Regions from separate parts of the Mus musculus genome. Here all the other regions are linked to region 3. Evidence: chromatin contacts called from public HiChIP or PLAC-seq, Micro-C and promoter capture Hi-C data. All regions are on one chromosome and are shown on one strand. Each heading gives the region's core, a stretch centred on a gene start, on an enhancer-like site or on the middle of the called end of the contact. The rest is flanking DNA. Distances are from core to core; before and after follow the strand shown. Region 1 holds the start of Csf1 (colony stimulating factor 1 (macrophage)). Region 2 holds the start of Tmem167b (transmembrane protein 167B). Region 3 holds the start of Ampd2 (adenosine monophosphate deaminase 2). Region 4 overlaps Csf1 (colony stimulating factor 1 (macrophage)). Region 5 holds the start of Celsr2 (cadherin, EGF LAG seven-pass G-type receptor 2).

Region 1 (4,813 bases), core at 1,757-4,256, 330 kb after region 3:
CAGGACCCTGAAATCCAGTGAAGACTCTGGAGAGTCAGACAGGGGAGGATGCCAGAATCAGTCCCTTTGGGCAGTCAGAGGAGACTATGGAGCAGCCACTTTAAACACATCATCAGCTCTTCCAGACTTGACTTCCTTGTGCATGAAGGCAAAGCTTGGTTAGCCACCAGAAGCGCAATGCCTTGTGTTAAAGTAACACAAGTAAGGGAGCTACAAGTCCTACTGTGGAAGTCCAGTTATGGATGGTCTTGTTCATTCCTCTGTAATGCCACATGAACAGAGATCTTATTATTTCCTTTGGGCAAACGAGGAAAGAAGAACAGAAAGGATTTGCCTAAAGTTACACAGCAAGTGGGTGGTCAAGGTGGGAGAAAGTTCTGGCATTGAGATTCCCAAGTCCACACCACCACTGTTGTGTCAGTGATTAGAGAGTAAAAAATAAAAATAATAAAATGGGAACTGGTGAGATGGTCAGTGGTTAAAGACGTCTGCTACCAAGACTGATAACCAGAGTTCAACCCCGGGACCTGCATAGTGGAAGGAGAGACCCAACTCCCACTAGTTTTCTTCTGTCTCCTACACAAATGCCATGGTATACACACACACACACACACACACACACACACACACACACACACACGTTTGCTTTAGTTTGCCCAATAACTTGATGAAGAGAAATCATTGGCTTCATTTTATAGACTTTGAGAGCAAAAGATGTGCATCCATCCACAGCCACAATGCAAACGACTGGGCAGAGCTGTCAAGGGCAGGTTTCTTGTAAATGGTGGATTCAGGTAATATGTGAAGGGTTTCAGTAGGATGGGAAAGGGGTTCCATGCTTTGCACTTATGTGATGGATGGCTGAGTGGTCCTTGTGCTGATGTAGAAGATGCTCTAACTCCAAGTTCCATAAGCCTGGGCAGAAACCGGTTTGTAAAGGAGGATGGAACCAGTAAAATGTGATCTTTTTCTCAGCTACTCTGCAGGCATATCTTACTTACATGGCTTCCTCTTGCTTTTTGTCTTAAGAGCTGTGGTTAAATCTTTATTGTTCCAGACCAGAATAAAGACTATTCCACCAAAGAAGGAAATAAGCCTTGATCATGTCTCTGGCCAAGTGCTATCTCTGCATTCCTCCGAGAAGCCCTGAGTCCCAAGCCCTCAGCTTCCAGTGGCTCACATCTGAGTAGGGGGCCATATTATCACGGTCACTGTTACACTGGCCTGTAGTTAGCAGTGAATGTCTGTCAAGTGACTCATCCATTCCAACTGCCCAGTTAATTTAATTCCTATTATGTGCTATGTCTATCAGTTCGGAGTGAAGTGAAATGGGGTGCTACCCAGAGGAAGCCTCCCAGCTCAGGGTGCAGGTCAAACGTAATCACTACTCTCACTAGTATTCAGTGGTTCTAAACGTAATTACTACTATCACTAGTATTCAGTGATTCTAAACGTAATCACTACTATCACTAGTATTCAGTGGTTCTAAACGTAATCACTACTCTCACTAGTATTCAGTGGTTCTAAACGTAATCACTACTATCACTAGTATTCAGTGGTTCTAAACGTAATCACTACTATCACTAGTATTCAGTGATTCTAAACGTAATCACTACTATCACTAGTATTCAGTGATTCTAAACGTAATAACTACTATCACTAGTATTCAGTGGTTCTAAACGTAATCACTACTATCACTAGTATTCAGTGATTCTAAACGTAATCACTACTATCACTAGTATTCAGTGGTTCTAAACCTTCTCAATGCTGAGACCTTTCAATACAGTTCCTCATGTTGTGGTGGCGCCCCAACCACAAAATTATTCCATTGCTACTTCACAAGTGTAATTTTGCTACTGTTATGAATCATAATGTAAAGCATATGATATGCAGGATATCTGACTTGTGACCCCCCAAAGAGGTTGCCACCCACAAGTTGAGAACCACCAGTTTAAAATAATGTAGAGAATGAATGAATGAATGAATGAATGCCAACTTAACTGGGAGGAATGGGTTGCGTCCAGTGGGAACACAGAAAGAAGGAATTATCCATCAGCCTGAAGCATCCCAGAAGGCTTTGCAAGACAAGGATAAGATGTGATTATAACCTTAAAAGGTGAGACATTCACCTTAAGATGGATGGGGGAAAGGAAGACTTCATGTCCGAGGAAGCAGCCTGAGCAAAGGTTTATGAGGGACGTTGTTGCTCTGAGCTAGGTAGTGCAAGGAAATGGAGGACACGTGACAAAAGTGCCCCTTTGAGACCAGACCACTCATCTGGGCATGACGGGATTGAAACACATTGAATCAGGATAAATGGAAGGAAGAAAAAGATCCTGACGTTGGCAATATAATTAATAGGCTCCTCTTGATAGGTTAATCTAGATCCATTCTCATGTAAAGACAAAATGTGATTGCACAAATGCATTTCCAACAGAGTTGAGGGAAATCTAGAGTCCAGGCACACCAACCTTTCCACATAAGCTGGGTTTGGCAGCCCAGGAGCAGGGGGCCAGCCAGTGCTTTCAGGTTAAGCACCTGAAGTGTCTCCTGGCAGAGTGCAGAAACACCCAGCTAGTTGTCACAGGACCAAGTCCTTCCTCTCCTACCCAGGTAGCTGGATGCTCCCCACTTCTCCCTACAGCCAGGGGAGAGGATAGTATAGTAGTATAGTAGATTCTTTGAACAATGCATAGGAGGGAGCAAGCCAATCTGCAAACCTGCTGCCCTGGGTTCCATGAGGGACTTGAATGGAGCTGCAGCAGAGAGGCGTTGGTCCATCCCCATTCAAGTCCTGTTCAATGTACTCTGTCCGTTTCCTGCTCAGATTTGAGGATTTTCGGGCCTTGAGGGAAAGTCCCTAGGGGCCAGCATTAGACCGAGAACAATCACACGAGATTGACAAGAGTGGCGAGCACAGAAGGAAAGGCAGTGTCTTGTCCAGAGCTCGAGAAGGGCGGGGGAGGGCGGTGGAGCCCGGGTTACTTTGAGGAGGCTGCACAGCCACAGAGCGACGGGGAAGAGAGCTAGCGGGGACGACCAGGCGGCCCGCTTGGGGGAAGGGAGTCGGCGGCTCAGTGGGCCTCTGGGGTGTAGTATGTGTCAGTGCCTGTGAGTGTGTTTGTGTGTGTGTATGTCTGTGTGTGTCTGGCGGAGAGCCAGGGTGATTTCCCATAAACCACATGCCCCGCCAGCCCGCCCGCTTAAAAGGCTGTGCCGAGGGCTGGCCAGCGAAGCTCGGCCAGGGGAAAGTGAAAGTTTGCCTCGGTGCTCTCGGTGTCGCTGCGGCTCTCTGCATCCCAGGACAGCGGCGTGGCCCTCGACCGGGGCGCGGGCTCTTCAGCCACTAGCGAGCAAGGGAGCGAGCGAACCAGGGCGGCCAACACGCCGTGCCGGGACCCAGCTGCCCGTATGACCGCGCGGGGCGCCGCGGGGCGCTGCCCTTCTTCGGTAAGCTGCAACCGTGGCGCGCGGGGCCCGGGCCGGGCTGGGGCAGGAGCTCTGCAGCAAGCAGCAGGCGGCTCTGCGGGGCCACTTGGAGCGGACAGCCCCTTCTCGCCAGCTGCCCAGGCTTCTCGGCCCTGGGTTCTGGCTTCCTTACTGCTTCTAAGCTACGGCTGAGGCCCGCGGTATTTCAATAGCTGCTCCTGGGGCTGCAGCGCTTTGCGAGGTAAAGAGAAGGCTGCTCATCCCATTGCACGGAGGAGAACACTGAGCTACCCACAGGCTGGAGAGAGAGATGGGGGTCTGGGGGGGGGGGGTATCGCAGGGATTGGCACAGGCCCAATGTCTGCCAGAATGGTCAACCAGGTCTCCAGGTTCCGAGTGACACAAGATCCGAGTGTGGCATCATCCCCAGTAGATATCTTTCTTTGGTTGTTGCACATGTTTTAGGCCCCAGTTGGGAGTGGGCCTTCAGGGTAGGGAAAATTCAGGCTCACTCAGCTTTACACCAGGACCTGTGCTGAGCAACCTGTTGGCAGAGAGAGAGAGAGAGAGAGAGAGAGAGAGAGAGAGATGGGCATGCTGCTACTTGTTCAATGGATGTGTAGGAACTATTAGGGACTTGGGTGGCTCTTTGAGGGGAGCTGGACCCGAATCTTTTCTTGAAGAAAATGAGATGGGGCTATTCTAGACTCTGCGGCTGACTGAGGAAAGAAAGTGCAAGGAGAGTTCAGAGCTGCAGCTGATAATGGGCTGCTCAGAAGCTGTCTCCAGTAATGGCAGCAGATGATAGCATGGCTCTTACAGAGTGAAGGATGGTACTTTCAATCCACAGCAAGTGGGTTTGCTTCAGAAGAGAATGAGAGGGAAAACCTGGAGGGTAGGAACCGAACTTGTGATGGGCAGCGCGTTGCAGGTGTCTGGGAGGAGAGAAAAGTAGAACAGCAGAGAGAGGGGCTCAGTGAGAGGCAGAAGGTGGGGTTAGGAGGAGGGGAAGGGAGGAAGTTATCCCACATGCAACAAGCATAAAGAGAGAAGAGGGAAGAAAAGAAAGACTACAAGGAGACATAAGAGGAAAGAGAGGAGGCCGAGGTTCAGCCAGGCAGTCAGGCCGGGTCTCTGTCTGCAGACTGTACTGATTGGAAAATGGAACATGATGTCTTGAAGTGCTCAGAGACTGCCGCAGTTTCCAGGCTGCTCTCATAGTCAGAGGCTGAGGCAGTGGGTGGGAGGAAGAAGCAAGCCAGGAAGAGCCTGTCCAGCCAGATGCAGGCTAGAGTATTAACCCTTGGGTGTCCATCTGTATCCCTGTCTATGGCAGCATTGGGGTTACAGAGCCAGATCCAGGAGTGGCTGGTCATCTTTGAAG
Region 2 (4,752 bases), core at 829-3,328, 480 kb before region 3:
TTGTGAAATGCATGCTTGTGAAGTGTATAAGCCAATGTGTATATGAGTTAGTGTCTTAGAGTTTCCATTGCTGTGAAGAGACACCACGGCCAAGGCAACTCTTACAAAGGTGCTGGCTTAGAGGTTCAGAGGTTCAGTCCACTATCATCATGGTTGGAAGCATGGCAGTTGTCCAGGCAGGCATGGCTCTGGAGGAGCTGAGGGCTCTGTATCTTGATCTGACTACAGCCAGGAGAAAGGGTCTAAAAGCCCACCCTACAGTAACACACTTCCTCCAACAAGGCCACACCTCCTAATAGTGCCACTCCCTGGGCCAAGCATACTGAAGCTACCAGTTAGTACAATCCTGTCAAGGCTGACTCTAATTTAGGCATTAACCACAGTCAGCCAGGCACTTTAGTACAGATCTTTGCCTTCATCTCTAAGTGTGAGGAACAATTTTTATTATTATTTCTACAACAGGATCTCCTGGAACCAGAGGAACATATCGTTGTGAGCCATCACTTGGATGCTGGAAACCTAACGAAGGTCTTAACAAGAGAAGCAAATGCTGTCAACCACTAAGCCATCTCTGCAGTCCTGTCTTGCTTTGTGGAATGTCCTGTGTGTATACACACATATGTAATCCAAGTGATTATATTAGTGATTATGTTAGGGTTTTTCTATATATCTTTTGGTTTTTGATGCTGTAATTTCTTAATTTGAGTATATTTTTTTCAATGACTCTTTTTTTTCTTCTTCTGGTTTTTCAAGACAGGGTTTCTCTGTATAGCCCTAGCTGTCCTGGAACTCACTCTGTAGACCAGGCTGGCCTCGAACTCAGAAATCCGCCTGCCTCTGCCTCCCAAGTGCTGGGATTAAAGGCGTGTGCCATCACTGCCCGGCTCAAGTACTCTTTCCTACATCAAACACTGTGGCTACTCTACTAGTGGTTTCCTCCTCTTGACTGTCCATTCCAAGTCTTCTGACAGTTTTGTTCTAGGTAACCAGGCGGTTCACAGCCAGCAGATGGCACTGTAGCAGGAATGGACAGAATTCTTAGGTTTCTGAGTGCAGCACTTTCAGTCAGACTCTAGAAAAGCAGACCCAGCTGTCTATAATTGAAGGTCCCAGTTTACAAAGCAGAACCTAAAGCTTTGTTCCCTGCACGCCAGCCCACCATTAGACTGTCATCATCTAGTCAAAACATCTTCAGAGAAGCCAGGGTACATTTCTGAAGAGGTGAGGCCAGCATGACTTAAACTCTGCAGATAAAGGAAACTATCCTGGTAATTTAAGGAAAAGAAAGTCATTCTAACAAACAGGAAGCTGTCTGAATGCTTCTGACAACCGAAAGCTTTAGGATCGGAAGCATGTGGCTTTTGTTATAGTTTCTTATTCCGTTTACGAAAGTCAGAGGCAGCTTGGCTAGATTTCCGCAAGAAGCCACCTAACAAGGGCTGTCCCAGGAGTCCGAGCAACTACTGTGGTATCCCCCTCAGCACTCAAACTCTCGTCGGGTTTCAGATATTACAGCACATATTACTGCTGCAGAGCATAGAAGCAAAACAAACAAACAAAACAAAACAAAACAAACAAGCCGTGTCCCCAAGAACGGTCCAACTATCCTGACAGTGGTGACGTTTTCAGCTTGGTATGGTAAGATACAGTGACCCTGCTGTAGTATACACACGTGCGCCACCTTACGTGCAATTGCTTCGCATTATAGCCTGGTTCCCAAGTGTTTTCTCTTGGAACTGTACCTGATTTCACTACCAGTTGTCACCTAAATAAGTTGGAGGAAACGGGATGGCTTTCTTTTGTTTCTTGGTCATGAATCACTGGAACCCTAAGTTTTGTTCTCAAGTAGATACAACGGGGAACGACATGTTCTGGCACACTGAACATGTGTCACAGAGCAATCCCTACAGCCTTTATTTTTCAAACACACTGTCTGGGTCCAGTCGGTCTAATTAGACAGGAGCAAGCAGGCGGACTTCCGGTTGCCATGACCACAAAGGAAGCCTCGCCCAACACGCTCTCCTCCCACTACGTAGGGACGCAGACGCTACGCAGGCAGGGCGAGGCTTTGGCTCGACGATCAGCTAATTATGCCTGATTGAGTTCGGCGTTTCTCTCGCTCGGCTCTCGCGCTTGCGTACTACGGCTCGTTCCCCGTCACCACGGCCCGGATCGGGAAGTGTCAAGTGGGAGCCGGGTTCCCCCGCATTTGCAGCCGCCACAGCTGAACCCGGACCCCTCACCCCAGCCGGGCACTACCGCCATGACGAACGGTGAGAGCTGGGGGCCCGAGCGGAGGGTGGCGGTAGAGGACTGGGACCAAACGTGGCGGGCGGGGCTAGACTGACGTGGCCGTTCCCCCCGCCCCCTCCCAGCCCGGCCCCCCTGGACCTTGGGGAGCCCCTAACTCCTGTCTGGGATGCTCCTTGCAGTTTCTCTTTTCTCAAGCCCATCAAGGTACCCTAGTGCCACACCTGACTTTTCGTTATCACCCTTTACTCTCTTTTCTTTCCTAGAAGTTGGTTCTGGCCGCTGGGGAGGTCGTTCACTATAGAATTATGTTGTTAGTCCCCAGGGGAGAGAAGCTGTTATCCAGTTCCCTAAGGTCTCATACTTTCTGACAGTAAGCTGGTTGAAAGGACTTAGTAATGGTATCAAATCCCACCGTTTGCGGGGGAGGTGATTGTAGACAACCCCCAAAGTTTTTTGTTTGTTTGTTTATTTTGTTAATTTAAAAGACACCAAAAAAAGCCTTCATTCGTTTGACTAAAGTCCTAGTTGGGTGGCTCCATCTGGAGCTTCTGGCTAATACCGCAAAGGGTGGATTTAGAAGCCGCCTTTTATTAGTGATGGAGCACTTGTAATTTTTCCAGATTGCTTCAAACAATTTTATAGTCATGATTTTCAGGTTCTAGAGCATGAATTAAGACCTTTATAGTCAGTCTTACAGGAACGGAAATAAGAAAGCCTTTTCTAGGTACTATGATTGGAGAGGCTCGGGAAAGTATTTCTCATAGACTTCCATAGACGTGACACTGAAGACTGAAATGTCATTTCCTTGTGAATTTTGGCATTGTCTCTTAACTTATAGGAGTAAAAGAGCAAGACATAAAGGCATCCATAGAAACTGTCTGTGAGCTGACTGATATACTGGAACTAGCTGTGAAATAGTTTCACTGGAAGAAGTCAGTATAGTCCAGAACTGGCGGGAACCGACAAAGACCCTGATTGTATATAATATCCATTTGAAGCTTTCTGGGTAGTCAGTCTTACCATAGTACACAAAGTTAAAGAAGGAACGGAGGAAGACATAGTGTAAACTAGGAAATAAAATATTCTGGCACAGTTGATTACTGAATAAAATCTGCCTTTATGTAATTCATTTTGCTTACCTGGGTATCACATGTAAGAAGCAGAACTAAGAGCTTTCTGTGTCACCTAAGCATCAGATACATTTTTGTTTTGTTGTTTTGAGAGTGGGCTTTGCAGGTTGTATTTGGCATGCCTCTAAGCCGAGCGTTGAGTAGGAGGAGGCAGGCAGACCACAAGTTTAAGGCCAGCCCTGCCTACACAGCAGGACGCTGTGTGGAGCAGAAGCAGGATATGGGCTCCCTTTCCCCTTTGTAACTTGGGCTGCACTTAGCTAACACCAGTGTTCCAGGGGTGCATCGTTCTGCCTCATGGACACCAGTGCTTCCTGTCTTCCATTTTGTGCCCATCTTTTGTCCTGGCAAGAATATGATTTGTTAACTGTACTGTACTTGAAATAGCAACGGAGTATAGCAAAAGTGTAGCCATATGAGGTTTAACTCTTGGAATTTCCACTAACGTTTATGGTCCGCCGTAACATATGCTTTACCAACAGATGCAGATCTGAAAATCTTGGCTAAAGACTGAGCTTTCCTGCATCAGATGAGTGATTTATATCAAGAACATATGTAAATCTGTATGCTCAGACTCCGAGGACTAGCCGAGTACTAGCCTCAGTTACTTCCAAGAGTGCCACACAAATACACGTGTGTCTTCTAGTTTGTAGTGAGGGCGGGGGAGTGGAGTGATAAAGGGGCTTTTTACAAGCAGGTTGGGGAAACAGTGCCAAGATCATGGACCCTTCCTGTTTACCGTTGGCCCTGCCGTTGAGGTGGCCTCAGCACTGCAGTCTGGGCAGCATCACCTCCTCAGGCACAGCAGCATCAAAGACTCTCTCTCCTTCTCTTTGTGACAGTGTACTCCTTGGATGGGATCCTGGTGTTTGGTTTGCTCTTTGTTTGCACCTGTGCCTACTTCAAGAAAGTACCTCGTCTCAAAACCTGGCTGCTGTCGGAGAAGAAGGGAGTGTGGGGTGTATTCTACAAAGGTAAGGCCTTATCTGCATGCAGAGAGAGAACATACGTAGCTACTTCTCAGCAACGGAGTATAGCAACAGTGTAGCCGTATGAGATTTAACTTTCGGAATTTCCACTAACGTTTATGATCCGCCTGAACATATGCTTTACCAACAGATGCAGATCTGAAAATCTTGGCTAAAGATTTTTGTGGTTCTAGAATAGAAGGCGTAGGACCAGGGTGATATTTGGACTCATGTTTACTATATGAGTGTGTTTGTGGTGTGTTGTAATTGTGTGGTTGCTGCTGTGTACACTTGGCTAGCTGAGCTGTGAGCTTCTGGAACTTGTCCTGCCTACTTAGCCTACAAGTACTGAGAGCACAGGTTTGTATTACAATAGCCATATTTTACGTGATTTCTGGGAT
Region 3 (4,949 bases), core at 1,325-3,824:
TGCTGAGGTAGAGAGGGGTTCGGGAAGGTCCCCACTGAGAAGCCATGGTGAAAATAGGCTGGGAGGAGAAGGCTGTTTGTTTTTGGAGGGAAGATCCCAGCATTAAGGCTTCAGTACCAGGAAGTCCAAGGCCACAGGCTGACTCAGGCCTGCAGTTCCCAAACTCTGCTCTCGACACACAGTCTTGCCTGGGTTGAGTGGGTGGGGGACTGAGGCTTAGCTGGAAGCAGGGCAGACTTCCAAGCAACCACTGAAAACCATGTGACCTGGAAATATGGGGGTGGGGGATGGTTATAGACTAAAGGGTGTGTTGTTGCTGGTGGGACTTCAAGATGAAGGCTCTCACGAACTGGTTTGCCTGGCTTGGGTGGAGAACAGAATTGCCACCCAATTGGCTGGGTAGATCTGAATTAGGGGATCCACAGAGGCCTGGCCCAGGATAAGGCTGTGACCCTTTAAAATTATGTCAAAATCTGCATCTTACCAGAATGTAAGTGAGCATCTATATGGTCACATGGTACCTGATCGTTAATGTTGGGATTTATTTTGTTCACTCTCGGAAGCCAACAGTCTTACAATGTCTAAGGGCTGTATTCAGAATAGCCCACTTGCTGAGTCTGAGGGAGACTGCAGGTGATTGGAGAGCTCTGCTGGATTCTTGTTGATTTCTACGGTAACTTTCTGCCTGTTTCTCCTCTGTGTACTTCATATACATCACATGATTAGGACCATCCTGTCTGTGTAGTTCTTCGACTCCATTCTTGCATCTAACTTTATGTTGTAAAGATTTTCATACAATTAAAGAAATTCTCCAAGAACGGTGTTAATGGTTATATTTCATTGTGTTCATTTAACATTCCCCTGTTGCTAGGCCTTTATGTTTCCAAATTTTCTGTGGTAAACACTGCAATATTGAACAACTTTGTGGATATTTTTCTGACAACCCTCTAATTAAGAACAGATTTGTGATTCGTACACCCTGAGAAAATCCCTATGAGGTTTTCTGGGCCCTCCTACCTTCCTGAGCTAATTCAGAAAGATAGAACTTTTTTTTTTTCTTTCTCTTTCTTCCAACGTGTGTTTCCCTTCCCTTCTCTTCTTCCAGGAAGCTGAGAGTTACAACTTGTACACCCTGGGGCTTTTCCTTTAAACTCTAATAAAATTATTTTTGAGTTAAAAAAAAAAAAAGACTTGTTAGAAGTGGATTACTGAGTCAAAACAGTGCAACTTATAGCGATACTTGATTTTATTTTGCCAAACGGTTCTTAGATTATATTAGTATTTACAGCCACATAATGCGTGCCCCAGCTCAGTACACCATCACCTGTATCCGATGCTTTTAGTGGTTCCTGTTTTGATATTTAAACGTAACGGTGTAAGAATAAGGTTCTCCTTGTTCTATTTTAGTCTGATTCTCTGTGAGCTGGATTCCCATAACCCACTGGTCTCCCAAGTTTATGGAGGCCACCTGTAGGGTTTTTTAAAAATTTGTATTTTCATCGTTTTTCTGCAATTCTGGGGTTTGCTTTCGCATGTAAGGCAGAGGGATACTGCCCCTGAGCTGACACCCCCAGCCTAAGGCAATAGTTTTTAAAGTTTGTTTTAGTATAGCGGATAGGAGACTCCCTAGAGGCCACATCAGATGCAGATAGAGATGGGGGATCAGGACTCAGAGTTCCAGTTGGGGAGAGGAGGGACTGAAAGCAGCTGGAGAGACTTCAGAGCAGCTGGGTGAGGGGGCAAAGACTCCCCCAGGGGAGAGGCGAGGGAAGGGACCAACTGCTGCTGATAAAGGGGAGGACTTTCCTTTTCAGGGTTCCTGTAGGTACAGGCTGCCCCTGGGAGGCAGGAATCCTTGTTTGAGAGGGTGTCTGTGGCCCTATTCAAACAGCCCAATTTCTCATAACCCACAAGGAGAAATCAGTGAGCTGGCCATAGTGATCCCAGGCCAAAGAAATCTTCCAGGAACACTGATTGGGAAGTAACTTACAGGCCAGGCACAAGTCTAAGCACTTATAATTATCTCCTTTATCTTCATCAGAGCGGGTGTAAGAGCCAAAGTTAACCAGTAAAACCCAGAGAGAAGTTCACCATCAGTCAGAAAGTAGGTGGAGATGTCTGAATTTGAACCTAGGCATTCTGGCTAGTCTAACGTCAACATAGAAATTAATGTGGGATGGTGAACCGGCTTTGAAGGGCACATCCTGCCTACCAATGACTGATAGAAGGAAATAGATTCAGGTGGGAATGCGGAGAATTCAAGGGCAGGGCTTCTGCTTGAAATGGATTCTGGGACCCTAATAATAGCTACCTGACTTTGTGCCAGACATTGTGCAAAGGGGATTTACCTTCAGTCCTCAGTAACTCCTTTCTTTGGATGGGGTGTTTCCATTGCCTCATCCCATCTTACTGATGAGGAAACTGACGCACAGAAATCGCCCAAGACCAAAGGGCCAAGCCAAGGCCAACCCTGGTCCGGAGGCTGCCCACGTGGCGTAAGGGAACTGGGAAAATGGTTGGGGCGTGGCCAGGAGGCCAAGAGGCGTGGCCGAACGGGGCGTGGCCGCGGACTTGGCGGGGCCTGGGGTACGCGAGATTGGCGCGCAGCCCGGAAGGTTTCGGCGGGGTCGCACCTGTTGCGTGACTCCCCCGTAGCCCGGCCACAGGAGCCGGATCCCTAATTGATTCCCAGAAAGTGGTGAAAGAACCCTAGGCGAATTCCGGGTCCGGTTTTCTGGGGAGCACGTGGCCTGTTTCCTCTTGAGTGCAGGCTTGGGGTCGCGACTCCGGGGTCTCCTGAGGTCAGTCTGGCCGCTGAAGTCGGCGGGAGTCCGCCCCCCGGCCAGCTGGCCATTTTGAAAACCTTGCCTTCCTTCCCGCTTCTCAGTGCGGGTGCAGGGGCCAGTGGCGCGACTTCGCCCCGGTGGGGGCCCTCTCCCCTCTTCAGCCCGGCTCCCTCGCTGTGCAGACTTTCGTAGGCTGCCTTCCTGGTCCACGCGGGACTTGGGCAGCATGGCCTCAGGTAAGTGTGTGGCGCGTGTGTGGTTGATAAAGGGACTCCAAGGCAGAGGTGCCTGGGTCGGGTGATAAGTGGGTGGGGGGTCTTGGCAATGCCTGCAAGACCTAGGGGACGTGAACGGCTCCTAGAAGGGTCCAAGGAAGCAGATCTTGAGTGTACAGGCAGAGCGACAGGTCAGAGTAGGCTGGGGTCTTTCCCATCGACCTCAGACAAGACCCAGCCTCCTACTCTTCCTGTCTTCCTAGGAGACAGCTTCTGCCGGTCAGTGGAATTTTCCCAAGACAGGCCCCTCCCTCCTGGGCTCGAATTCTCAGTTCTGCCTCCTCCCGGAGCTGGGCTGTCCCTAGAGCAGGGGTCAGATGGAGAAGAAAAGAGGGGGGCTCTGCCCCAGAGGCTCTGGGTTTTCATGAGTACCGTTGTTCCTTCCCTGGAGGAAATGGGTTTTGAGGTTGGAGCTCAGGCGGTATTCTTGCCTATTATTTTTCTCTCTGGCTGGCTGGACCAGCCTAGCCTGGACTTTGGCTTCTTTGCCTTGGAGCCTTGGCAAGGGATGAGGGTTCCCGAGGTGGGGTGAGGGTAGTAAAGAGCTTAGAGCTGGTGCTGCTCCATCTGTTTTCTCTGCATCCCGACCCCGGCCCTAGCCACCATCAGACAGGGCACTCTAAAGACTGGAGTGGGAAGAGAGGGATAAGGGGCAGGATGGAGGCCCCACTCCCCGAGGTTGCCTAGACAACATCAGAAATCGTGGCCAGAGCCTCTTCCGCCTGCGGGGCGCTGCTTCCTGCATCAGTCACTCCCGCTGGGGGCGGGGCGGAGGAAGGGGTTGGATGTGGGAGAGCTTGGCCCCAGCCGGTGAGGTTCCTCCGCTGTCGCCTTGGCCCCAGCCATGGCATCCTATCCTGGCCCAGGCAAGTCCAAGGCCAAATATCCCTTTAAGAAGCGGGCCGGCCTGCAAGCTTCCGCTGCCGCTCCAGGTGAGAGTTCTTGGTTTCAGGCATGGGTTCCCCTCCTCTTGTCCAGGCCACTGAGTGCCTCCGATAAGGTCCCCTTCTGCAGCACCCTCTCTGCAATGATGCCTCTCGACCTCGGTTCCCCGGTTCCCCGGCTGACTGGCTGACTTGATGGCGCAGGGAGGGAGGTGGGAGGGGGTGCCTGAGGTTTCCATGTCAGGGGTGCTGCCCTCCGTAACAAGGAGTGGGTGTGGATGTGGGTGCCCACGAGATGTATATGCACACGTGTCAGCTTGTGCAGATGCTAAGACTGCGTGTGAAGTGTATGTGAATGGAGTGGGGAGGGTGTGGGACTGACTGCGGACTGGCTACTCTGATTGGTACCAGGCAGACTCAGGCTAGACTTGCCTTTACTTATTCTTTCCAAGACCCTAGATCTAGAACTCCCTCCCTGGTGAGTGGGGTGGTGAGGTCTGACATATGGGGTCATGCATTGCTAACACCTACACAACCAGATTGCTAACACCTATTGCCAGTGTCCTTCCTGTTGGCTTGTTCCAGGCCTGTGTTGTGAATTTCTTCAGGAGAGTGGGGAGCCCTTGAAATGGCTGGTGGGCTATGTACGCTGCATCCTTTGGACCTAAGTGGGCATCTCTGCACCATCTGCAGCTGGCCCTGTGGTCCATCCTGGTGAGGACTTAGCTACTAGAGTTTGTGCTTCCAGGGATGTGTCTTTAACTCTCAAGTCTAATGGCTAAAAGAAAGACATTTCGATGATTGATTGGGTGTTATCAACTCCTTATAGCTGCCTGTATTGACACCCTGACTAACCGCCTCTGGCCTATTCTTATCCTGCTGACTGTGCTTATCTAGGCTTTGTACTGTACTGAGATAGATTCTCTGTGCTCGCATCTGTCTTCTAGGTGTATGCCCTGGGACTAGCTCTGTGCTGGTTACTCTGTTGCTGAACCAGAGACCCT
Region 4 (4,851 bases), core at 1,220-3,719, 350 kb after region 3:
TTGTGTTGACAGCTTAAAGGGGTCTACACCCTCAACTTGCTTAAGTGCCCTCTGCTGATAGCCAGGAAGGAGGGAGACCAGCCCTGCCCCTCAGGACCTGACCTGGCTCATGATGCCAAGAGGAAGACAGAGCTCTAGCCTCGTCTTCTCCTGCCCACAGCCCCTGCCAGAGTTCTTTTGCCCAGCAGAGGCACCCCTCATGAAGGAAGCCATTGCACTGTGAATACTGAACCTGCCTGCTGAACAGCCTGTCCCATCCATCCCTATGAGTGACCATCCGTCCGAATGTTCTCCCACTTCCTTCAGCCTCTCCTCGGCTTCTTGCACTGAGCTGGCCTCACGTGTTGACTGAGGGAGCCCCTGAGCCCCAACCTTCCCCTGCCTCAGCCTTTGATTGTCCAGGGTGAAGCTGTGGGAGAACCGCCTGGGCTACCAGTCAGAGCTGGTCTTTGGGCTGTGTTCCTTGCCCAGGTTTCTGCATCTTGCACTTTGACATTCCCAGGAGGGAAGTGACTAGTGGAAGGGAGAGAGGAAGGGGAGGCAGAGACAAAGGCCACAGGCAGAGCTATGAATGAGAATGGGTCTTGAAAATATGTGTGCACCCCTAAGCTTGAAATTGATCTCTATACTCTAGCCCCTCAGCCAGCCTCCTTCCTGTTGTCTGAAACCTGGAGCTAAGCAGGTTGTCCTGTCACAAGCTCTGGGGACTGAGCTCCATGCTCCAACCCCACCCTCTTCTGACCTTTGTTCTCCAGACCTGACCCAGGTAGGCAAGGGTACCCTCCCAGTCTCACCTACCATACTGTGCCATCTCTAGCCAAGCAAGCCAGGTTTAGAGAAGGGTCAAAAAAAAAAAAAAGGGTTGTTTACTTCCAACTTGTTCTGATGCCCTCTGTTTCCCAGGCCAGGCTTGTCTGTGGTGACCTGGGCATGGGTGACAGGGCTCTCATTTGCCCCTTGGTCTCTTTATGCTGCTGAGTCCCCCTTTCCTGCCCTCCCTGGCTACTGGGTCAATAATCTTTCAGGCCATGAATCTGGGAGGAGAGTGGTCTGTAAGCTCCATCAGCCCTGTCCTGAGACAGCAGGGGGGAAGGACACTGGAGACTTTCTTGTGGGGCTTACTTAGCCTTCTGGTTACAGACTATTTCCATGCTAGAAAATACATATTTTAAAATAGAAGGAAAAACACAGAAACAAAACAAAACAAGGCATTCTCTACCCCTCCACCTTAAACATATATTATTAAAGACAGAAGAGAAAATCCAACCCATTGCAAGAAGCTCTTTGTGGGTGCCTGGTTACATCGGAGCAGGGGAGCCTCAAATCCACCTTTGGAGCCGCCCCTGTGTGCATTAGGAACCCTTCTCTCCTCTGAGAAAGCTCAGAGGGAGCACTGCCTCACAAACTGTGAGACTGCGTTTTTTATACTTGGAAGTGGTGAATTATTTTATATAAGGTCATTTAAATATCTATTTAAAAAATAGGAAGCTGCTTTTATATTTAATAATAAAAGAAGTGCACAAGCTGCCACGTGTGAGTCATGGGAAAACTTGTTTTTGGGGCGTGGGCAACAACAGTAGGTGGGAGGGAGCCAGCTCAGAGATTTTTTTCAAGGTGCATGGAGAAAGCTTTCTCCCGATTCCAGTCTTGTTTCTAAAGCCTTCTGTACTATTGATGTCCAAAGGCATTCATCTGCATATCTGTTTAATAGGAAAAGGACAGAAAGCAGCCAAAACCTCAGGCCTGGCTGCTACCCCCACCACACCACCTCAAGCCCAACCCAGCCCAGCCTGGGAAAATGGCTGGTTGGGCTCTTTCCAAGGGCCCCAGGGGTCTGAAAGGAGGAATCCATCTCCAGGACCACAGATCCCTGCTGTCCAGGGGAGGGAGAGAGGGCAGGTCCATTAGGGTGCTGATGTATTTAGGTGCTAGTAGGCTGGAAAGTGAACAAGCCTAGTAAGGAGAGAAGCTGCGATTGCAGAGAGGTATTAGACCTGTTCGTTCTTCCTATTAGTAGAGGGAAACCAAAGATAGGGACTTCCCTGGGGAGATGTGTCAGAGTGGACCAGAGCAGGTAAAGGTCCTGGTAGGCACAAATACCCCCCAGCCCCCACCCCTGGCAAAACTTAGACAACAGGGGCTTTCCTGTTTCAGGCAATATAATGGACAAAGTTTTAGAAGAGAAGTGCCCAACCCTGACTTAATGTCGAATTATCTGGGTTGTTTCCAAAAATCCTGATATCTAAATCCTGCCCTACTACACAATCAGAATCTCAGGGTGAGGCTCAGGTACCAGGTGCCAGAATTATCAAGACACCTCAGTGATTTAAGTGTGAGCCTCTGGACACATGCTGGGCCATCAGGGCCTGACTGTTCTGCCAGCTAAGTGACAGAGCTGGAGTTCTACCCTAGGTGAACCATCTGATGTTGTGTAATAGAGATGTATGGCTGGTGGGCGGAGCTGATAGAATGCTGGAGGGTAAGATGCCCTCCATTACTGTTTCACAGGCAGAGTTAAGAACTCTAGCTTAGAGATCTGAGCAGCAGGGCTCAGCCAAACCTCTAAACCTCTATCCGGCCAGAGGCAGGAAAATGAATCAGAAGCAACTAGGAAGAAACCTGAGGTTAACCTCTTGCAGACCGTGGGCCTCTGCAAGAGGGTAGAGGGGACACTGGTGGGTGTCCCATGGCCCCTTATAGAAGGCCCTAAAGTTAGTAGAGGAGTGTAGTGACTTTGCAGCTCTGGAGGAAAGTCCCGATTTCCCAGGGCAGGCCCCTCTGTCAGTGAAGCACATTTGTTCCTTGGGTTTCCTTTTTAGTTTGTTGAGGGTAGCGGGTGACCAGACTCTGCTGTCCTGGATGCTGGAATTGCTGAGGGAGCAGAGTAGTTCATGCCAGCTCCTGAACATAGAGTGACTGGCTCTCTCCACCTCAGCTGCCACAGACCACAGAAAATCCCACAGGCCGATCCCCATGGCTCTGTTTAGAGTCCAGGCTCTCAGCACCATGCCTGGTAGTTGGAAGTCTGAGGAGGTTATGGATAACAGCCACTGCAGTACACTGAGTCCCAGGGACACAGGGCTGCAAGTGAAGAGTGGGCTCAGTGCCTTCTCAGGGAAGAAACAACAAAGACAAAGGACCCTGCAAAGCAAGGACAAATGTCATAATGCAAAGTCACCAGGGGGAGTGCAAGAAGAAACACCCTATGCTTTTGTCACCAAAGTGCAAGCATGTTCTCCAAAGAGAAGAAAAATCTGAAGATATCGCAAGGCCAGCAGGAAGGAGACATGAAAACTAGGATCTGGGCATGGTGATGCATGCCTGTAATCCAGCTGAGGACGCTGAATCAGGAGGATCACAAGTTCAAGGCCAGTCTAGGCTGCATTAGTGAGTTCAAAACATTGAAGAGAGACGGGAGGGGCAAAAAAAAAAAAAAAAAAAAAAAAAGAGGGGGGGGGAGAAAGAAGGGAGAGAGGGGAGGATGAAGGGTGGGAGGGAGGGGAGAGATGAGGGCCTCTTACATGGGAAGGCTGAGGTTGTAGGTCAGTGGTAAGCACCTGTTTAGCATGCACAAGGTGCTGGGTTTGGTCTCCAGTACTGCAAGAAGAAAAAATTTAAGGATCCCAATATATCCAAGAAACCTCCTCCTTCAGCTTTCTTTTTCTGTTCTGACTCCAACTCTGAAATCAAAGAACATCCCAGCACATCTTTTGGTGATGCTGCTGCAAAGAGACTGGGAGTTATGGAAGAACTCTGCCTCAAGTGGCAAGTAGCCTGAACAGAGGCTGCTGAGCTGAAGGGAGAAACACAGAGCACAGTGCTGCAGACTGAGCTCAGGGGAAACCTAGTGCTACAGAAAAGAGCATCCTTAAGCATCCTCAAGTATCCTCACTGGAAACAGCAAGAAGAGGGAAGAAAGACACGGTGAAGGCAATATTGGTAAACAAGTTGCTTTTATCAATCTTTCTTGCCTGCAAATCACTTAATCCACCCATATACAACTTGCTCCTTTTAAGGGAAAAATTGAAATATAGAGAGAGCTAAGATTTTGGTTAGTTCAACCTGACAACCTGAGTCGGATCCCTGGGAACCAACTTCTGCAAGTTGTACTTGGACCTACACACATGTTCTCGTTCTCTCTCTCTCTCTCTCTCTCTCTCTCTCTCTCTCTCTCTCTCTCATCTGTCTGTCTCATAAACACACACATGCACACACACATACACATGCACACTCATAATTTAAATTTTTAAGTATATAAAAGAAAAATTTTAAAAAGGCATACTTTTTTAAAAAGTCACTCTAGGAAACAGGGATTAATCAAGCAACTACCCAGCTAAGTCTCTAGTCATCAATAACAAATGAAGGTAGGAAGATACAGGTGCTGTGACAACTCATAATACAGACCCTAAACCAGGCTTTCAGGCAGACAAAGGTAGAGAAGGCTATAGAGAAAGGTTACATGAAGTGAGGAAGTGGTTTATTCTTCTCTCTTTTCCAAGGCTGCCAGAAAAGTACTCACTAATTACCAGGTATGTGTGACACACTCTTTAAAAATGCAATCCAATCCCCTACTACAGTCTTGCAAACCCAAGGCTAATAACCTCTTCGACCAATATAGAAACTAAGGCTCAGAGAATCTTAACAACTCAGCCAACTTACCACAGTGGTTAAATGCCAAAGCCTGCAGTTAAACCCAGGCCTGGCAGTATTCAAATTGCACACTCTTGTGACAACACTGTACCCAAGTAGCCATTTCATGGGTGCTTCTTGCACAGATGGACAGTTTGGAACAGCTGGTGGGGCTGGGGGTTGGAGGGCCTTAGTGTTGTCTTAGTGCTCCTCTCAGATGAA
Region 5 (5,152 bases), core at 1,774-4,273, 330 kb before region 3:
CCAAAGTTCCTGATAGTTAAAAGTATCCATGAAGCAGGAAACCCCTCTAGGGGGTTGCCACACTGGGCCACCCCCTTTTATGTCTCCCAGTGATGAATATAAGACTTGCAAATTTCCCTCCTGTTTTGGGGGAGGTGGAAAGGGCTGAGGGGGCCAGAAAGGAGGCAGCTGTCTGTCCTCCTCAGGGGCTGAGGTTAGGAGGGGATTAAGTACTATTTGCCAAATATGTGTGGACGATGAAAGAAGGGAGGGTTCCTTACATCCAGCACCATGTCTACCTTGAGGAGAAAGGCCACTTACTTGGAGGAAGCTCTGAAAGCCTGAGTTTTCCCTGGCAGCCCTGCCCCCTCCCACACCCCTCTCCCTTTCAGAGCCATGGCCACATTATAGAGTCCGAGTTGCTCTTTCCTCTACCCAGCAAGCCCATTTTAGTCCCACAGGGAGCCAATGAACGAAGAGCTACAGTTTCTCCATGCATTGGTTTGGGAACTTCATCAAAAGCAAGTCTCATTACCCAACCACAATTCAAAGGATCATTAACAGACAGTATAATTTCCAAGCATTCTCTGTACCACATGCCTATGGAATGAAGAGCAAAAATGCCCACGCAATCCCCAGGAAACATAGTCTGAGGAAATGAGGAGAGGCAGAGCCCTGTGGAGACCACTTACCACTCCTCTATCTAGAGAGACTTTGTCTAAAGGAAGGAAGTTCATCTTGGGTGAAACTGTAGGCTACTCCAGCAACCAGGAGTCCTCCACTAACCCTGCCCAACACCACTACCAGGAAAACAGTCCAACATAATCCTTCTATCCAGCTTCTTTTATATTCCCCTGCAGAGAGAGAAAAGCTGCCTGTCACCTCTGGCATAACTCTGAGGTCACATGGGGGTTCTCTGGTCTAGAGCAAAGGTGGGGGAGTCCTCTACTGTAGCTAGCTGACATAGAAGGACTATGTTGGATCCTCCTGTCTCTGCTTCCCTAACATTGATGTAACAGATGTACACTCCCGTGCCCGGGCTTTTAATTAATAATGTTTTATTTTTACTTTTGAGTTTATAGTATAATTATATCATCTCTCCCTTTTCTTTCCTCCCTCCAAACCTTCCTATATACCTCTCCTTGCCCTCTTTCAAATTCATCCCCTCTTTTTTCATTGCTGTTATATTCATATATGTATAGACATTTCTAAATACAACCTGCTCCATCTGTAGAGTGTTACTTGTATGTATTTTCCGGGACTGACCATTGGTACAGAATAACAAATCAGCATGCTCTTCCTTGGGGAAAGCCTGTTCTCCCGCTCAGAATCCCCGAGTCGCCTGTAGTTCTTGTACAGGGCTGAGGCCTCCTGGTCTGTCTCCTGACTACTTTGGTTCATGTTTGAGCAGTCACGTTGGTGAGCCTGTGCCCAGCTTTCTAATGTGGGTGCTGGGAATCCAGACTCAGCTCGGTGGGGTCTCTCTACCCACTCAGCTATCTCCTCAGACCATATCATCACCTCCCTCGAGACTTCTGAAAATCCATTACTTTATTCAAGTCCCTCACTCTAGGAAAGGTCGCACATAGCTAGCATGTGAGAGTGGCCTCCTCTCTCATACAATCTGACATCCCTCATTGCTCAGGGTATGAGAGGAAGAAGCCCTCTGGCTTGCCCAGCCTCACTCTTCCCGGTTCTTTGGTCCCAACATCTTGTGTGAACTCCACTTATGGGAAGATTCATCAGTTCTTCATACCCCTTCCAGAAGGTTCTGGGGTGGCATTCCATGAAGGGCTCAGTAGTCCTGTGCAATGGACAGGGCCATTTGCTAGTTACAAAGCCGCGGGTAGGAGGAGGACAGCAGTTGGACATTGATCTAGGAGGGAGGAGGGATAAAGAAAAAGGAACACGTCCTAAGGTCCAGGAAGCTTGGGCCCTCTGGAACCAACTCACCCTGGCCCTAGGAATCTGGTAGTGTTAGTGCTCTTGCTGCTTTGGACATTCTGGTTCACTTCCCCTGACCTGACATGTGGTACCCAAGATGTATCCCAAATGAGCTTAGGGGTCCTTTTGTCCAAGATATCCAAGTGAGAGCACGACTTCTGGTATCTGGGGGAGACTTTGTAGTGTCGAGCGAAGTCGAGCAAAGTCGTCTTTACTTCTGACCCGGGACCTGTAGGATGGGGCAGCAATGAGGGCTTTCAGGGATGGTAAGACTGGAAAGTTGTCTGTCTGTCTGTCTGTCTGTCTGTCTATATCCACCCACCTCCCACCCCCTGGTCACCTCCTGCAGACATTAAGACTGTTTTGAAAGAGCGCTAGCCATAGAATTTTACAAGAGTATCAATTCCCTGTGTGGCTTCTGATTGTTCATTCCTCTTTAAGCTGTAGAAGGGATCCAGAAATGGAAAGGAGCAAGTCTGATGTGCTGGGAAGAAAAATTCTACCAGAGGCGGGAATCTTACTTAGAGCCGCCATGCAGAAGAGGGCGCTGGGTGGGGCCCACCTCCTCGGCGCGTTGGGCGTCGCCGCTTTAAGACCGCGGCGGCGCGAGCAGGTCTATGGTAATGAGCCGCCGCCACCACCGCCGCTGCTCTGCAGAGCTCGCCCGCCCGCCCGGGAGGCGAGGGAACGCGGGTCTGGGCCCGGGACCCCGGCGACCGGTAGCTGCCGCGGCGGGGACGCAGGGCGCGAGCGGGTGGCGCAGGGCCATCGTTGGCAGCCGGGCCCGGGCCGGAGCGTGAGGCTCCGCAGACGCAGGTGGGCGACCTTACGCGGGCGGAGGGGACATTCTGGGGCTCGGGACCGGGGGACCCGGCAGAGCCAGAGATCCTCGCGGCCCGCGGGCGCAGGTAGAGAACGCTCAGAGCGCAGGTGGAAGCGCAGCGTGAACCCGCAGTGGTCGCGGCGACTCGGGAGCGGGCCCGGCTTCGAGAGTGGTGGGAGCCCGGCGCATCGTGGGCTAAGAGCGCGGCCCCGCCGAGCCATCTGGGTGCAGGCCCAGTGGGACGTACAGGTGGCCCCCGGGGACCCGCGCCCCGGCCCGGGCATGAGGCGCGGCGGGGCCGGCAGGAGCCGGAGGAAGAGCCGCCGCGGCTGTTGACCCGGCTGGCCGGGAACAGGGAGAGATGCGGAGCCGGGCTGCCAGCGCCCCCCTCCCAACGCCGCTGCTGCCGCTGCTACTGCTGTTGCTGCTGCTGCCACCGTCGCCACTACTGGGAGATCAAGTGGGGCCCTGTCGTTCTCTGGGATCCGGGGGACGCAGCTCCTCTGGGGCCTGCGCCCCCGTGGGCTGGCTCTGCCCAGCCTCTGCTTCGAACCTCTGGCTCTACACCAGCCGCTGCAGAGAATCGGGCATTGAGCTGACCGGCCACCTGGTGCCCCACCACGATGGCCTGAGGGTTTGGTGTCCAGAATCAGGGGCTCATATCCCTCTTCCGCCATCCTCTGAAGGCTGCCCCTGGAGCTGTCGTCTCCTGGGTATCGGAGGACACCTTTCTCCACAAGGCACGCTGACCCTGCCTGAAGAGCACCCTTGCTTAAAGGCCCCACGGCTCAGATGCCAGTCTTGCAAGCTGGCACAGGCCCCAGGGCTCAGGGCTGGGGAAGGCTCACCAGAGGAATCTCTGGGTGGGCGCAGGAAAAGGAATGTGAATACAGCTCCCCAGTTCCAGCCTCCCAGCTACCAGGCCACAGTGCCTGAGAACCAGCCTGCTGGTACCTCTGTTGCATCCTTAAGAGCCATTGATCCAGATGAGGGTGAGGCGGGTCGACTTGAGTACACCATGGATGCCCTCTTTGATAGCCGCTCCAATCATTTCTTCTCCTTGGACCCAATCACCGGTGTTGTCACCACAGCTGAGGAGCTGGATCGGGAGACCAAGAGCACCCACGTCTTCAGGGTCACTGCACAGGATCACGGTATGCCCCGACGGAGTGCCTTGGCCACGCTTACCATCTTGGTGACCGACACCAACGATCACGACCCTGTTTTTGAGCAGCAAGAGTACAAGGAGAGCCTCAGGGAGAACCTGGAGGTTGGCTATGAGGTGCTTACAGTCAGGGCCACCGACGGCGACGCCCCTCCCAATGCCAACATTCTGTACCGCCTGCTGGAGGGGGCCGGAGGCAGCCCCTCAGACGCCTTTGAGATCGATCCTCGCTCGGGGGTGATCCGAACCCGCGGCCCTGTAGACCGGGAGGAAGTGGAATCCTACAAGTTAACAGTGGAGGCGAGTGACCAGGGCCGGGACCCAGGCCCGCGGAGTTCCACAGCCATTGTTTTCCTGTCGGTGGAGGATGATAATGACAACGCCCCCCAGTTTAGCGAGAAGCGTTATGTGGTCCAGGTGCGGGAGGATGTGACCCCAGGAGCCCCAGTTCTCCGAGTCACCGCCTCCGATAGAGACAAGGGCAGCAATGCCCTAGTGCACTACAGCATCATGAGTGGCAATGCTCGGGGCCAGTTCTATCTGGATGCTCAGACTGGAGCCCTGGATGTGGTAAGCCCACTCGACTATGAGACAACCAAAGAGTATACGCTTCGGATCCGGGCTCAGGACGGTGGCCGTCCTCCACTCTCCAATGTCTCTGGCCTAGTAACAGTGCAAGTCCTAGACATCAACGATAACGCCCCCATCTTTGTCAGCACCCCTTTCCAGGCCACCGTCCTAGAGAGTGTCCCTTTAGGCTACCTTGTTCTGCACGTCCAGGCAATTGATGCTGACGCTGGTGATAACGCCCGCCTCGAGTATAGCCTGGCAGGGGTTGGGCACGACTTTCCCTTCACCATTAACAATGGCACAGGCTGGATCTCTGTGGCCGCAGAGTTGGATCGGGAAGAGGTTGATTTCTACAGCTTTGGTGTAGAGGCCCGGGACCATGGCACCCCAGCGCTCACGGCCTCAGCCAGTGTCAGTGTAACCATCCTGGACGTCAATGACAACAACCCAACCTTCACGCAGCCAGAGTACACCGTTCGGCTCAACGAGGACGCCGCCGTGGGCACCAGTGTGGTGACCGTGTCAGCCGTGGATCGAGACGCTCACAGTGTCATTACCTACCAGATCACCAGCGGCAACACCCGCAACCGCTTCTCTATCACCAGCCAAAGTGGTGGTGGACTGGTCTCCCTTGCCTTACCGCTAGACTACAAACTCGAGCGGCAGTATGT

Evidence for each region. Hi-C and Micro-C count contacts between places; a contact is called where the count stands out from the background. HiChIP or PLAC-seq counts read pairs in DNA pulled down with a chosen protein or histone mark. Capture Hi-C pulls out chosen DNA fragments and counts their contacts.
Region 1: a contact with region 3 is called in a promoter capture Hi-C map of adipose tissue. The contact joins the promoter of Csf1 here to the promoter of Ampd2 in region 3. A contact is called at or near these places in 4 of 39 promoter capture datasets (the 3T3-L1 cell line, 3T3-L1-derived adipocytes, embryonic stem cells and 1 more), 1 of 484 Hi-C or Micro-C datasets (the C10 cell line), 2 of 115 datasets of contacts at active chromatin or transcription factors (bone marrow-derived macrophages and pancreatic cancer cells) and 3 of 9 other capture datasets (adipose tissue, liver and macrophages).
Region 2: a promoter capture Hi-C map of pancreatic islet shows a contact between it and region 3. The contact joins the promoter of Tmem167b here to the promoter of Ampd2 in region 3. A contact is called at or near these places in 2 of 39 promoter capture datasets (the C10 cell line and liver), 2 of 484 Hi-C or Micro-C datasets (both in the G1E-ER4 cell line), 3 of 115 datasets of contacts at active chromatin or transcription factors (the 230-238 cell line, embryonic stem cells and memory CD8 T cells) and 1 of 9 other capture datasets (pancreatic islet).
Region 4: an H3K4me3 HiChIP or PLAC-seq map of embryonic forebrain shows a contact between it and region 3, with 2.9 times the contacts expected there. The contact joins the enhancer-like site here to the promoter of Ampd2 in region 3. A contact is called at or near these places in 2 of 39 promoter capture datasets (pre-B cells and second pharyngeal arch cranial neural crest), 4 of 115 datasets of contacts at active chromatin or transcription factors (bone marrow-derived macrophages, embryonic forebrain, embryonic stem cells and 1 more) and 2 of 9 other capture datasets (adipose tissue and liver).
Region 5: a contact with region 3 is called in a Micro-C map of embryonic stem cells, with 1.8 times the contacts expected there. The contact joins the promoter of Celsr2 here to the promoter of Ampd2 in region 3. A contact is called at or near these places in 1 of 39 promoter capture datasets (the C10 cell line), 2 of 484 Hi-C or Micro-C datasets (B cells and embryonic stem cells) and 1 of 9 other capture datasets (liver).

What each region holds. Positions count from the first base shown.
Region 1 is chr3:107,758,662-107,763,474 of GRCm38.p6, reverse strand. Csf1 (colony stimulating factor 1 (macrophage)) reads left to right here and starts at 3,006. Exons shown (of 9, transcript NM_007778.4): 1 at 3,006-3,450. The coding sequence starts at 3,412. All of the region lies in intron 1 of Gm40121 (a long non-coding RNA gene), which reads right to left.
Region 2 is chr3:108,559,792-108,564,543 of GRCm38.p6, reverse strand. Tmem167b (transmembrane protein 167B) reads left to right here and starts at 2,078. Exons shown (of 3, transcript NM_026198.2): 1 at 2,078-2,273; 2 at 4,226-4,357. The coding sequence starts at 2,264.
Region 3 is chr3:108,084,291-108,089,239 of GRCm38.p6, reverse strand. It overlaps Ampd2 (adenosine monophosphate deaminase 2), which reads left to right and starts at 2,574. Exons shown (of 18, transcript NM_028779.5): 1 at 2,574-3,022. The coding sequence starts at 3,013. It overlaps Gm12500 (predicted gene 12500), which reads right to left and starts at 3,264. Exons shown (of 1, transcript NM_001358018.1): 1 at 1,229-3,264. The coding sequence starts at 3,014. The coding sequence ends at 2,397. It also overlaps a transcript of Gnat2 not described here.
Region 4 is chr3:107,737,734-107,742,584 of GRCm38.p6, reverse strand. Csf1 (colony stimulating factor 1 (macrophage)) reads left to right here. Exons shown (of 9, transcript NM_007778.4): 9 at 1-1,537. All of the region lies in intron 1 of Gm40121 (a long non-coding RNA gene), which reads right to left. Among named protein-coding and RNA genes, the nearest start is that of Csf1, 20 kb to the left of the region's middle. Within about 2 kb of position 2,469, at least 189 of the 459 cell types and tissues checked have an H3K27ac peak or open chromatin away from gene starts, as enhancers often do. A contact at or near this core is called in embryonic forebrain, embryonic stem cells and second pharyngeal arch cranial neural crest, where this site is marked.
Region 5 is chr3:108,413,450-108,418,601 of GRCm38.p6, reverse strand. It overlaps Celsr2 (cadherin, EGF LAG seven-pass G-type receptor 2), which reads left to right and starts at 3,023. Exons shown (of 34, transcript NM_017392.4): 1 at 3,023-5,152. The coding sequence starts at 3,108. Gm52630 (a long non-coding RNA gene) reads right to left here and starts at 2,581. Exons shown (of 3, transcript XR_003954680.1): 1 at 2,445-2,581; 2 at 1,933-2,152; 3 at 1,513-1,783.